Linked DNA regions of Nothobranchius furzeri: region 1 is linked to region 2. The links are chromatin contacts, called in public Micro-C maps. All regions are on one chromosome and are shown on one strand. Each heading gives the region's core, a stretch centred on a gene start, on an enhancer-like site or on the middle of the called end of the contact. The rest is flanking DNA. Distances are from core to core; before and after follow the strand shown. Region 1 holds the start of gpx2 (glutathione peroxidase 2). Region 2 overlaps LOC107392432 (signal-induced proliferation-associated 1-like protein 1).

Evidence for each region. Hi-C and Micro-C count contacts between places; a contact is called where the count stands out from the background.
Region 1: a Micro-C map of tail fin shows a contact between it and region 2, with 7 times the contacts expected there. The contact joins the promoter of gpx2 here to the enhancer-like site in region 2. A contact is called at or near these places in 2 of 2 Hi-C or Micro-C datasets (skeletal muscle and tail fin).

Annotation. Positions count from the first base shown.
Region 1 is chr18:33,245,884-33,252,764 of NfurGRZ-RIMD1, reverse strand. gpx2 (glutathione peroxidase 2) reads left to right here and starts at 3,280. Exons shown (of 2, transcript XM_015970235.3): 1 at 3,280-3,834; 2 at 3,961-4,686. The coding sequence starts at 3,613. The coding sequence ends at 4,314. LOC107392433 (ras-related protein Rab-15) reads left to right here. Exons shown (of 7, transcript XM_054741561.2): 2 at 168-228; 3 at 321-381; 4 at 464-541; 5 at 610-699; 6 at 2,302-2,367; 7 at 2,440-3,136. The coding sequence ends at 2,535.
Region 2 is chr18:33,211,750-33,218,496 of NfurGRZ-RIMD1, reverse strand. LOC107392432 (signal-induced proliferation-associated 1-like protein 1) reads left to right here. Exons shown (of 21, transcript XM_054741559.2): 5 at 855-958; 6 at 1,221-1,378; 7 at 3,791-4,370; 8 at 4,449-4,723; 9 at 4,804-5,049; 10 at 5,125-5,268; 11 at 5,357-5,511; 12 at 5,600-5,679; 13 at 6,478-6,747. Among protein-coding and RNA genes, the nearest start is that of LOC107392432, 8.5 kb to the left of the region's middle. Within about 2 kb of position 3,261, at least 1 of the 3 cell types and tissues checked has an H3K27ac peak or open chromatin away from gene starts, as enhancers often do. A contact at or near this core is called in tail fin, where this site is marked.

The DNA of each region.
Region 1 (6,881 bases), core at 2,031-4,530, 34 kb before region 2:
CTGGTGCCAGAAACAGCAGCCACCAGCCGTTCTAATGACTTAACTGGTTAAGAAACTGCAGCAACAGTGACCATTAGGAGGGAAATGTGCTTTTCTTTAAACATGCTCAGATTGAAGCAACAGTGATTAATATTTTTCTGATGATCCCTTCTTTTTCTTCTTTTTAGGTGTTGATTTTAAGATGAAAACAGTAGAAATCGATGGAATCAAGATCCGAGTGCAGATCTGGTACGTTTGTGCAGTGATGTATTTACATAAAAATGAAATTCTGGCAAACATCATTTAAAGTTTTGCTGTCGTGGTTTTTGTCTTCTTTGCAGGGACACAGCTGGACAGGAACGGTATCAGACCATTACCAAACAGTACTACAGGCGAGCACAGGTATGAAAAGACCCACATAACTTTATATTTATAACTTACACATTTCAAGTCTTTTATTTTCTTTGTAATGTGTCTTTTTCAGGGCATTGTATTTGTGTATGACATCACAAGCAATCTGTCCTTTCAGCACATAGTGAAGTGGGCCAGTGATGTAGATGAAGTAAGGCAATAAGTGCTCCCATAGCCGTAAACATATCCGTAACTTATGTAGCTTCTTGTTTGCTGCAGTTTGCCCCAGATGATGTACAGACTGTCCTGGTAGGAAATAAGGCTGACAACGAGTTCAGGAGGCAAGTAACAAAGGATCAAGGATATAAGGTTTGAGTCATTCCATTAAATAGATGTATAATTTTTAAACATTCATGTGAGGAAGCATGCAAATATGTTGGAAACTGCCTCCCAAAACTGGGATTTGTGTCGTTTCGAATTTAAAGCTACAGCTGCAAATATGCAAAACAAGCTAAAAGCTACAAGCGAAAACATTTTTTCATGCCTCTTAATGTTCTAACATAGCCTAGCTATAAATATTTTGTGGAGAACAAGTGGTTCTCTCGGATATGTCCAAAAATCTCAGCCAATAACATTGCTCGGTCGGAAACCAACGACCGGACCATTCAGGTGTCTGTCTCCCCAAACCACCACACTTCCACATCTACCTGGGTCCTCCACTCATTATGGATACATACATTTTGTAGCAGAACCCCGCTGGTGTGAGAGGTTCTCCGTTCAATAATGTCAGAGAAACAACCGCTTGAACTGTAGGGCAAACTACTGGCTTCTACACTCAACAAAAATATAAACGCAACACCTTTGTTTCTGCTCCGATTTTTCATGAGATGGACTTAAAGATCTAAAATTCATTCCAGATACACAGTATTACCATTTCTCTCAAACATTGTTCACAAATCAGTCTAAATGTGTGGTGGTGAGCACTTCTGCTTTGCTGAGATAATCCATCCCACCTCACAGGTGTGCCAAATCAAGATGCTGATCCGACATCATGAGTAGTGCACAGGTGTGCCTTATACGCCCTGCTTCCGGCCATGAATACGGAAGTAGGGAGAATGGCTTAAAAGTGCTAAACATTTTTCAGCCTATAGAAGGTGCTGTCAGAGGAAAAAAAAACCTCTGGATTTCTGCTCTAAAGCTGCGGTCAATGGCATGATGCCATCAAGGAGAGGAAAAGGAGCTGTCGCTTTTGTTCCAGCTTACCTTCTGTAAGGAGCTGCAAGCCACGCCTTTTACTGTGCATGCACAGCTAGCACCAATGGACAAGTAATGCATTTGATATGTTCCTGTTCAGACACGCCTGATTCTAATTGCTGAGTTATCTCCTCAGCCTTCACCGGGTTCTGCAGGAGCCGCTAATTACTTTTTTTCAATCAAAACTGCAGAGCAGGGAAACGTCTAAAACCAGCATGAATCCGGCATTCGTAGCTCTCCCCAGCCAAGGCGACAGCAGGCTAAAACAACTGTCCAATGCTAAGCTAATCACTTTGCTCCAATCGACTAAAGATAAATCCATTTTCGTTCCTCTTCCACAGTTAGCGTGAAGTTTACAGATTAACATTCATTCAGTGCAGGTTGTGTTAGAGTTCGAGTCAGGTGGGGGTGTGATGCTGCCTGTGCGCCATCCTGCAGTGCATGCTGGGAACCGGTGCACATTCTCGTTGAGTGACAGCTCTACCTTGTGGATATGCAAATGATCTATTGGTCTAGGCTCGTGTGGATGATTTGTTTTGCTGTAGATGCCAAATGAAGGGACTTAGGGGAAACATAATTTATGTAACATTACCTTCTTTATACCGTAGAGCAGGATCAGATAGTAACATTGAAACATATTTAAAGTTAATTTAAAATATCTTAAACCACGTATCCCAACAGTATTTGATTTCCAACATATCCACTTGAATCGTATAGCTAGCAGAACACTATGGGATGGAGTTCTTTGAAACCAGCGCGTCCACCAGCAGCAACATCAATGAGGTAATTCACACTGAAAATGATTCGGAAAATATTTCGCTATGGGAAACGTATTAACAGAAAAATCTATTCAAGTGGCATTTTTTCTTTGCAGTTATTCATCCGTATGACAGAGCTGGTGCTGCTGGCTCACAGGAGGAATGTGGACAACCTCTTGGGGTCTCTGGATGACTATTTGGACAAGGCTGCTCTGGAAGAGGAGAAGGGGAGTCCTGATAATGGCGCTCAGAGGTTCTGTGCCTGTTGAAAACATGAAATCTGTCACCACGCCACAGCTTGTAGCTTAAACTTTCTTCAACTTTGTGACACGACTGACTTGACTGGGAGGGTGGTGGATGACTTTCACTCTCTTTTTTTTTATTTTGTGGTGATGAATGCTGTGAGCAGCAGATGTCAGTTTGTTGCCAGTGCCACCATCAGGGAATTTTAACACCAGATAGAATTATCAGTTCATGCATCCTCTTTTTCTCTCTTTTTCTCTTTGATCACTTGTTTGGTGCTCAAAGTGAAGTTTACACCCACTATACACTGATAGAAACAGGAACAAGTCACTGAAACCACACAGGAGCAGGTCATTTTTCACATGCTGAATGATCTTTCTTAAGTATGAAAGTGACAGCATGTGTTGAAGCCATATTACGGCAAAAAAAAAAAAAAAGAATCAAACATGTTATCTTCAAGATGTTTGAAGGTTTGGGGAAATAGTGGGAACTATATTTATGTCCAAGTTAATAAAATGACCGTTTTCATATTGGAAGACTGGGGATGCGAATCTTGCTGAGTCATTCCTGTAGGGTTGCTGTAATGAAATCAGGTGCACAGGGAGTTCAGGCAGATGCATTCATTTTTCATCCCATTCTAGGAGACGCAGGTGATCACTGATGAATTAGTGATGACTGAGAAAACGAATACGTGTCACAGATATCCCAAAAGATCCAGGAACACCTGCTGGTTTCAGCTTTAAGACTCCTAGTTATCAAATTTAGTCTGAGGATATTGAATATATCTTTAAAGATGAGAATGTTTATTTTGCATTTGTTTATTTGACTTTACATCATTTATATTGTTTACTGTAAAACTTCTAAAAGAATCCAGTTTGTCACCTGGAGTCGGATCAGTTTCCTGCTGGGTTACCTGACACCTCTGAAAGGCAACTTTCTGCTCCGAGAGTCACGTCATCAAACCTTTGGATACCTTCACACACCTGGGGTTCCAGACTGTCTCCAGTTGTGCAGTTAAGGAGCAGAGATGTCGTTTATCGCCAAGACGTTCTACGATCTGAGAGCTACCTCGCTGGAGGGAGACTCGGTGGACTTCAATGTCTTCAGGGGACGCGTGGTCCTCATTGAGAATGTGGCCTCGCTCTGAGGCACCACCACCCAGGACTTCAGCGAGCTCAACCAGCTACAGAGCAAATACCCCCATCGGCTGGTGGTCCTGGGCTTTCCTTGTAACCAGTTTGGGTACCAGGTGAGTTCAGCAGCTCTTTAATCAGTGATGCAGCGTTGGAAACGGATGATACAACAGGAGTGATTTTGTGGAAATTAGGTGGGAAAAGGTGCATTATTAAATGCCATCATTAAATGTATTCTGCAGGAGAATTGCAGCAATGGGGAGATCCTGAACTGCCTTCAGCATGTGCGTCCAGGTAGTGGCTTCAAACCCATTTTCACCATCTTTGAGAAGTGCGACGTCAACGGTGCAAACACACACCCCGTCTTCGCCTATCTGAAAAGCAAACTCCCCTATCCCGACGACGACCCCAGCTCCCTCATGCAGGATCCAAAATTTCTGGTTTGGAGCCCCGTCAGCAGGATGGATGTCTCCTGGAACTTTGAGAAGTTCCTCATCGGGCCGGAAGGGGAGCCCTTTAAGAGATACAGCAGGAATTTCCCCACCATTGACATAGAGCCTGACATTCAAAGGTTGTTAAGATTAACCAAGTCCTAAAAATAGCCCCTGCCTCAATGGCTTTTCATCCGTAACTGTCAAAGCCGACACTCTGCCCTCCACACTTTTAAGCCTTAATGAATGAGGGTGATATTCTAAAAGAAGTAAAGGGAATGTCATCTGAGACCTTGTAAGTGCTTAATGGTGATGGATGTGAAGAAATAAATTGATTAAATGCAAAGAAAAGAAAACAAGAATTTTATAGAAGATGGTTTTATCCTCCTTTTTTTTTAAAGTGTCTTGTTTTATGTTCGATCTCCCAGCAGATGGTGCTACTCATCAATCCAAGCAGGGAAAAAAATGATGTGCTTTCATGAATTTACATTCTGAACACACAGTTGGGTTTGCACTGAAATAAAGGGCTAAAATTAACCCAATGTTTAAATGTATTTTTTATTTTTTTGGTCCACAAATTTAAATGCCACACTACACACGTGCTCTTTTGATTCTATTAAAAGACAAATGAAAGATTCTGCACCATGCAGAATAATGGGATTTAAAACACTGCAGATATGCATGAAATTATTTTTACCTTTAAAATTCTCCACTCCTGGTTCAGCATGATGCGCCACAGCCTGCTGTCTCCCCTTGTAGTCTCTGAGGTATTCTTTCAACAATAAATTACTGGAGCTGCAAGCGAAATTTGCTGATACAAGTGGTCTATGCAGCATTACTGCCACATTGCTGCCTAAAGACAAGTCCTAAGTCATGCATTTAGGAAAGCGTTTGTGTGATATGCCCTCATCCAGCTTTGCTTTTCTATGTGCAGAGGGCTTTGTTTGCAGGGACTGCAGATTAACGTTGGATTTCCTGCACATCCGCTCACATCCACATCAGCTCATGATGTCACAGCCACAGGAGGCAACGCTGGCCTGGCAGAGCCTTAATGTCTGTCGCTGCGGGTCAATAGTGGGATGAACAGTTTGTTGACACTACTCTTATTTTAGCTTATATTTTTGCTTGAACTATATTTGATGGTTGAAGCCTGACAAAATGTCTTTACAAATCCTATTTTAATGTTTGTTTTGACAGGATGCATGAGGTCACATGATTATTCCCCACAGCTATGCTTGTCTGTGTTTGACTGTCAGATGAGCAATTCTACCTTTAGGGAGATGCAAATACTGCACTAGAGGAGTTATGACTGGGGCCTCTCCTGCACCCATCAGGAAAAAAAACTCATGAAAGATTATTTATGTTTGAGTGATGAGTCACTGTTTAAAATATAAAACTTTACCTTTCACTTTAGAACAGGTATGTCATCACATCACAGATGAACTTTGGTACTATAATAAACAAATGTGACATTTATGAACAAGAATTTAAAATCTGCTCAAATCGGGTTGAGGGCATCAATCGAGCTACTGGAAGAAAATCAGATCAGTTTCCTATTGTTGGATGTGAAACACTGAGCTTTGAGTCTTGAGGTTATTTCCAGGTATCAAATAAAGCTGAGAAATAATTGGAAATCTTATCACAAAAATTGCCATTAAAGCTAAAATTGTATAGCAATAAATGACTATAGGTTGTACAAACAAGTTGAAGTAGTTTGAGTTTTCATTATAAGATTTTAAGCAATGGTTATATAGATCAAGTTATTTTTAGGATTACAAGATTTTCCATTGCAATTATGTGGACCAGAAGCTAAAAGGTTTTAGAAGCACTTGATCCTATTTCTAAAATAAATGTCCCAGGAAGTGACATATAATGAAAAGATCAGGTATGACATGACAAGATGCAAATTAACAAAAGCTGGGTTGCAGAATAATTCAATTACAAGAAAACTGACATAAAACAATTTGACCACAAGGTACAGCAAGTCATATTCACACACAAAAGTACATTAACTTGAAAAAAAATGCTGATCTAAACTGAAATACAAAGCAAAATAAATTAGACTAAAAGAGATAATTATTTGGGTGTGAAAGGCACTTATCACATATGATACTTTTAGCTGCTTTTCATTAGGCACCATTTATATTAAAACGATTTTAAGTGAATTTAGATGTGAAAAATAACATTAGCAAACACAAACCTAAGTTAATTTGAAGCAAAATGACTAATCTAAGTTGAAAAACAATGTAGCTAAATGAGGCAAAAAAGATTATTTAGGTGTCAATAAGAAAATCACATGATGTGACACATTCTAGCTGCCATCATTTTTAAAGCAGAGTGAATTTAAATGTGGGGCAAACTGGGTAATTTGAGGCAAATTGGCAAATCGAACTGAAAAACAGACCCAAAAAAAGAGAAAAAACATAAAATGTTATGTGTAAAATTATTCCAAAATCATATGGGACACGTTTTAGCTGCCTAACTCATTTTAAATCCGTGTTTTTATAGCGGAGTGAGCCCTCTTTCTTTTTTCTTTTTCTTTTTTTATTTTATCCACAGGTGAGCCCTGTTGCCACGGCAACGTCTAGCTTTCCCTCGCTTGGTGCTTTCTCGCGAGACTTCCGGGGCAGCGCGAGGGGAGGTAGCAAGCCTGAATGATCTCATCCCTTCAACGAGCTGCATACCGCAGCGAGGCTAAAGCCCGTAACTTTCTATCAAACTTTCAAGTTGCC
Region 2 (6,747 bases), core at 2,012-4,511:
CATTTGGCGCCGTCGGTCCCTCTGACCACCACTAACACAGGCAAGTTGAGTGAAGTGTCTTGCCCAAGGACACAACAGCAGGATACCCTTGGCGGGAGCTGGAATCGAACCCATAACCCTCCAATCATGAGGCAACCCGCTCTACCACCTGAGCTACTGCTGCCCCAATATATATATAATACATATATATGCTAATATTTAGGCTTATTAGAAAAAAAATTTACATGGGAGTTAGTGGCGCAAAACAATGCACTAAGGGCGGTGGCGCTACTAAATGATTTCCATGTTACATTACATTAAAAAAGGTTAGGGGAATTATTTTTATAATTTTTGGTATTCCCCACAAAATATATATTCTCCCCAAAAATAGATAAATTGCAGTAGCATAGCCAAAATTATTCACAAAAATACACCTGTCTGCGCAAAAAATGCACTTAGCATATAAGGGAAGAGAGAGACAGGGAGGAGTGAAGCTAAATAATACTGAAATATAAGTGTTGGTGTATATCACCCAGCCCCGGATTTACTCGTACATCATCAAGATTTAAGTTGTAATGGATCCGTTAACATGAACGCCAGGAGGACGTTTTTTCTTGCAGAATGTTAAAAGATGTGAAGAGGAATAGATTTCTATGCCTATGAACCTTTTGAATGATTTCTTTGTACTTCTGTTGCGAGTTTGTCTTTAGATTTTGCTATAAAGGATAAAACCTCCAGGCTGACGTTGATCTAGTGCTCACTGTTGTGTGTTGGTTTAGATTGTAGTGAAAAAGCATCCCGTTGTGCACAAAAACACAAGAAAAACAGAAGTGACTTCATGAAGGCTCCTAATGTTGGATTGTGTTTTCCTGCAGCGGATTCCACTGGCACTCACTCGCTGTACACTTCCTACAAGGACTACGAGATCATGTTTCACGTGTCGACAATGCTGCCTTACACACCCAACAACAAACAGCAGGTAAACATGGAGAAAGTGGCTGGTGTTGTGCAAAGCCGGCCATCTGTCAGGAAATGGAAACCTCAGTTTGGAAACAGGCACTCCACTGAAAACCTCAGGAATGCAAGATGACTCCTGGCTCAGGAATCACTTTCCCATCCAGCTTTAATCATAAAGAATTTGTTTCTGACCTGAAGGCACCTGTATTTTCTGCAAATGCCTGTTCAGACCTCACGTTCAGTTTTAAAGTTAGTGCCTCTCTAAATAAACTCTGTTTTTCCAGTTGCTGAGGAAGCGCCACATTGGGAACGACATTGTGACCATTGTGTTCCAGGAACCGGGAGCGCACCCCTTCACGCCCAGGACCATTCGTTCTCACTTTCAGCATGTCTTCATTATTGTTCGGGTGCACAACCCCTGCTCTGACAGCACGTGCTACAGGTGGGTCTAAATGCCAAACAAGGAGATAAAAACTAATAATGACCTAATGAGCTCCAGGAGCAAGCATGCCTCAAATGTCAGTAAGTTCTGTGTTTTCCTACAAAATAGTTTGAAATATAGAGACAAAACAAAGCCTCATTCCAGTTTAACGATGTCAGACTGACCCTGTGCAAGACCGGGCCCAGTTCATGAGACCCTTAAATGCTGCACGCTGCTTCAAGAGCGGCTCTCGTTGTGTTTTTATGCAGGTAGCTGCAGTTGCATTAGAGCAAAAGCCTTGACTGGAAGGCATTGGTCAGACTTAAAAGCCTTTTGCATCAACGCTGCCCCATTTTCTTGGACCGTTTCAACTACATAGATGTGTATCTATATCTATATATATATATATATGTATATGTATATATATATTTGTGTATATACATTCGCTGGATTTTGAGCTGTCGAATTGATGTTTGTTCTCCTCTGCTGATTTCTTCTTGGCCTTGTGATGATCAGACTTTAACTCTGTGCTGGTGTGGCTTATTCTGAGCCATCCCACTGCACACACTCATGCACGTACAGTTATGAACACATAGTTGCTCTTTGTCACTCTCGTACTCCCATTTCACCTCATTCTCATGCTCACTTGCACACAGAGCTCACAGTTACACACTTTTCCCCCACATCGAACGCTAATTCACTCGAAGACTCACTCTTCACACACTCAAACAATACACCCGCCCTCCCCGACTGCCACTTTGCCTCTGGGCAGCATGAGTGGTCTGAAAGAGTTAGTGCCATGCACATGAAGCGCTCTCTTCACCCGCTCATGGATGTGAGTAAGGAGGATGTGCAGAGCAGCGCTCGCCAGACCTCACATAGTCCACCTCAGGTGCAGAAGAGTCGAGTTGGCTTCGGTCTCTCACACCACCTTCACTTTTGGGATTTCTTCTTTTGTCTGTTCTTTTGAAAATCTTGTTTTTTTTTCCTGATTTTATCCCATCATTCGTGGAGATTGTTGTTTCTTTTCACCCTAAGGGGTCATCGTTTGGTTTACATTCCAAAAAAGTGGAAGGTTTTGGATTTCTGGATGCACAAGAAGACTACCCCAGCTACTCCACCCAAAGTCACCGTTACATCCTCTTTCTTTGGCTTCTCCTCGTGCTCTTTGGGTTGGTAAACCATCTGTTTGAGACTGCGGGTTGGAGCTTTAGTTTGGCAGAAAAGAATAAATTAATTTTAACTCGCTGAACCGCTTTAGTGTCGGCTCAGCTTCTCATTTCACCACTTTGGCTTGGCTGCACCAGAGATTAGAGTCAGTTTGTGGCTGAGATCTGAGGAACATGGTTGCTTTTCGGTGAAGTTGGAGGTAAGTTGTTGATTCTTGTTTTGATCTGAGCATGAATTTAATAAAACCATTCAGAGAATCTGGTGCGCTGCTGGCACTCATCAGTGCTTCTAATTCAGCAAACTGGAACACAAATTTAGATAATAAAATGCATTAAGCTACAACAATAATCTCTGTTAATAATTTATTTAAATTTGTTGTTTTGACTGGTTATTAATAGCCCATTTGGGATAATGCTGTGGTGATATTGAGCCAGTCCAGAGCATTAGAGGAGTAAGTGGCCTGGGGCCAGCTGGGTGCTAATCTGCTGCTTTCAACCGCTGCCTCAAAGTCACACGAGGCCAGCGAGGCGGATTGCGTAACTAGATCATTGTTTGGGGAATGTAGGGTATTCGTGCTCGCTAACTCCAACCACAGTGCTCCTTCCTCATGCCGGGATGTGGCAGGGCGTAGCGGGATGGAAGCGCTGGGAGTCGGCGTGTCATCAGCAATTGAACACATGAAATTTGTTTACACGTCAGCACTATTCAGGCATGGCGTAGCAACATTAGTGCTGCAGGCAGCGCCTGTGTGATCAGTTTAATGGGCTGGATGGAGGCTTGTCAGGATTGTCGTATTGGCTTGTCAAAGGCAGCGCTTTGATTTTTCACTCATTTTTTGGCTTTTATCCATGTGCTTGTGTCTGATTTATAACCGTGTAGTTTTACTTGATGAAGTGCATCTGAGCCAAAAGCTTTAACGAGTGCAGTTAAATCCTCTTTTTGTTGATTTTGAGAGAATTCCTGTGTGAACAACAGGTTTGAGGGAGGGTTGCACACAACTGCTTGCTAATTTATGGTAATTTAACTCCATTGTGTGGAAATGGAATTGGAGCAGTGGAAGGTAACAAGAGGAGAGGTTTGCCTGTAGAAGTGTTGATGCCCTTCTTTGCACCAACACGTCCAACAGGCCAAAAGAGAAACACCGCTTTTGTAACACACTACTGGGATGTTTTCACCCAGTTTATGATCACATGCAGATGAAACAAATGTGTTTCTGTGGCTCGTTGTTTTATATTTAAGTTCTCCGATCCTCTACGTCTACAGCGTGGCTGTGACTCGCTCCCAGGACGTTCCCTCCTTCGGACCACCAATCCCCAACGGCGTGACCTTCCCCAAGTCTTCTGTCTTTCGGGACTTCCTGTTGGCCAAAGTCATCAACGCCGAAAACGCGGCCCACAAGTCTGAGAAGTTTGGTGCCATGGCGACACGCACACGGCAGGAGTACCTGCGGGACTTAGCCGAGCGCCACGTGACCAGTACGCCTGTGGAGTCCACGGGGAAGTTCCCCTTCATCTCTCTGGCTCACAAGCGGCGGGAGAAGGTGCGTCCCTACAGTGGGGCGGAGCTACGGAGTCTGGGAGCCATAACCTGGCAGGTCCACGCTGAAGATCAGGTCGCAGGAGCTGAACGAGAATGCCTGTTGGCCATTTCAAACGACTTCATCATCCTGTTGGATCAAGAGGCCAAAGCAGTCGTGTTTAACTGTGCCACACGGGATGTGATTGGCTGGTCAACGGGAAGCCCTGCCTCCATGAAGCTCTACTATGAGCGCGGTGAGAGCGTGTCACTTCGATCCATCAATAACAACACGGAAGACTTTGGAGAAGTTGTGAAAAGACTGGAGGTAAGTACATCTTAGGGATTAATAAGATGTTTTTCTGCTTCATACGTAACCTTTGACCTCCTCGCGCGTGTCACGTAGCTGCTGACCAAAGGCAGCCAAACCACAGAGATGACACTACGCCGTAACGCTTTGGGCCAGCTGGGTTTTCACGTGAACTTTGAGGGGATTGTGGCCGAAGTGGAGCCCTACGGTTACGCCTGGCAGGCCGGGCTGAGGCAAGGCAGCCGATTGGTGGAGATCTGCAAAGTGACCGTGGCCTCACTGTCTCACGAGCAGATGATCGACCTGCTCAGAACCTCGGTCACTGTTAAGGTGGTCATCATTCCTCCACATGAAGACTCCACCCCACGCAGGTAAAAGTGGCGTTATTGACAAATTCAAAGTGAGAGGGTTTGTGGAAACCTTTAACAGGAAATGCTTCTTGTGCCAACAGAGGCTGCTCAGAAATCTATCACATGCCACTTGTGGATTACAAGAACCACAAAGAGGGCATGCCCTATGAATTAAAGTTCCCCTTTCGCCCAACAAACAATAACAGCAAGTGGCCGCGCTCATCATCCAGCCCTCAGACTCGCGCCGCCGGCTCAGGGGGAACCCTGATCAAAGCACCACCCTCAGACTTCAGCGCCGCAATTCCACGCAGCGTGTCAAGCGACGGTCGGCCTCTCCACCCGAAAAGGTCACACAAAGGATAAAATGCTTCCAGCACACAATTTCCACATGTCCTAAATGCTGTCCATATGTGTTCTCACAGGTATTCCCCAGGAAACGACAACTACGCTGTGGCCTGCTCCATCATGATGGGGCGCACGCCGCACAACACTAACTCACCCTCAGGCCCCTCCTACAGCGACACAATGAGCTCCAGCCACTGGAGGCAGAGGTCTGGGCCTGATGGGTGAGTTTTCCCTCCACTCCTTTAGGCCACTGACTAAATTAGACATTTTTTCCTGTCGCTTTATGATGCGTCACGTGTTCCTGTGCAGGTTTAACAACAACGGCCCTTCGCCTGCTGCGTCCGTCCGGCAGGCAGCCGGTGAGGTGGTCAATGGGGTGAAGGTGAGCTCTGCTTCTGGTGTTGGATGGTCCAGAGCTGGGGAGGGTGAATCTGCTGGTAGACTTGGAGACAAACTCGGCTCAGGTTAGCAGAACGCTCTAAACGGAATGAAATAAAGTCTTTGTTTTGTTCCTGTTTCTAACTTTCTTTGTATTTACTTTTGTTTTTTTAGATGTTATCGTTTCCAAAGTGGTGGTTCCTCGTCTCCATCCATCAGAGCAGAGTCACCTGTCACCTAGCAAGAACACTAAGGTGAGTTTCAAAAACCTCACACACACACACTCACACACACACACACACACACACACACACACACACACACACACACACACACACACACACACACACACATGTATATTGCTGATGTTAAAGGTCTAACGTCTCATTCATGTTAAATGGTAAATGGCCTGTATTTGATATAGTGCCTTCTAGAGTCCTGGAACCCCCCAAGGCACTTTACAACACAATCAGTCACTCACCCATTCACTCACCCATTCACACACATGTTGGAAGGAAGGTTACATTGAAACAAATTTCCTTCTCATCCAGCTGGGGGGGTTGCCCGTGTTTCTCCTTATAAAATAACTGAAGGGGGACGTAGTTTTTCTTTACGATCTGTCCTGTCTCCATATTTCCTGGTTCCACGACCAATCAGATGTGAGCCTGCAAGTTATCAATTCTTCAACGCAAGTGCTATTGTGCCCACATCTGTAGTCCTACAGCGACCCAGAAGCAAAAGAAATAAGTGCAAGAGAGTAAAATCATTTTTGTTTCACTAATATCTGGTAAAGAAGGCTAGAGGCTAACGTTAAGCTAACAATGTTAATGGTGAATTAGAAACAAATATAAATATTTGGAGCTACTTTTCTGATGACCAAAACCTCAATGTTACAGTGAAATATGTTTATCTATCTGTTTACTGTGTGTGAGTCATCTTCGCTTGAAATCTAGAATCGTCAGGCGCTGATCCGTAAAGCTTTGTTTTGATTACATGGACTGCTCTTACCTAATGCACCTTTAATTATTTGATTCATTTTGTTTAATTAAAAGGTGGATGGTCCATATTCATCCGGCCAATCAAGCAGCAACACACTGTCCAGCAACGCCTCCAGCTCCACCCACAGCGATGAGAAGTGGTACGAAGTGGGCTCCCGATCCGGAGCGCCGAACGACCTGGAGCTAAATGGCTACCTCCAGGGCGCCTCCACCGACAGCGGCATTGACGCCACCTCTTTCACCGCCACCCAGAGCAGCACCGCTTCCTCTACGGGTGCCTTCAGGTCCAAAGAAAAAATCCCGTGGCAGGAGGATCCAGCAGGC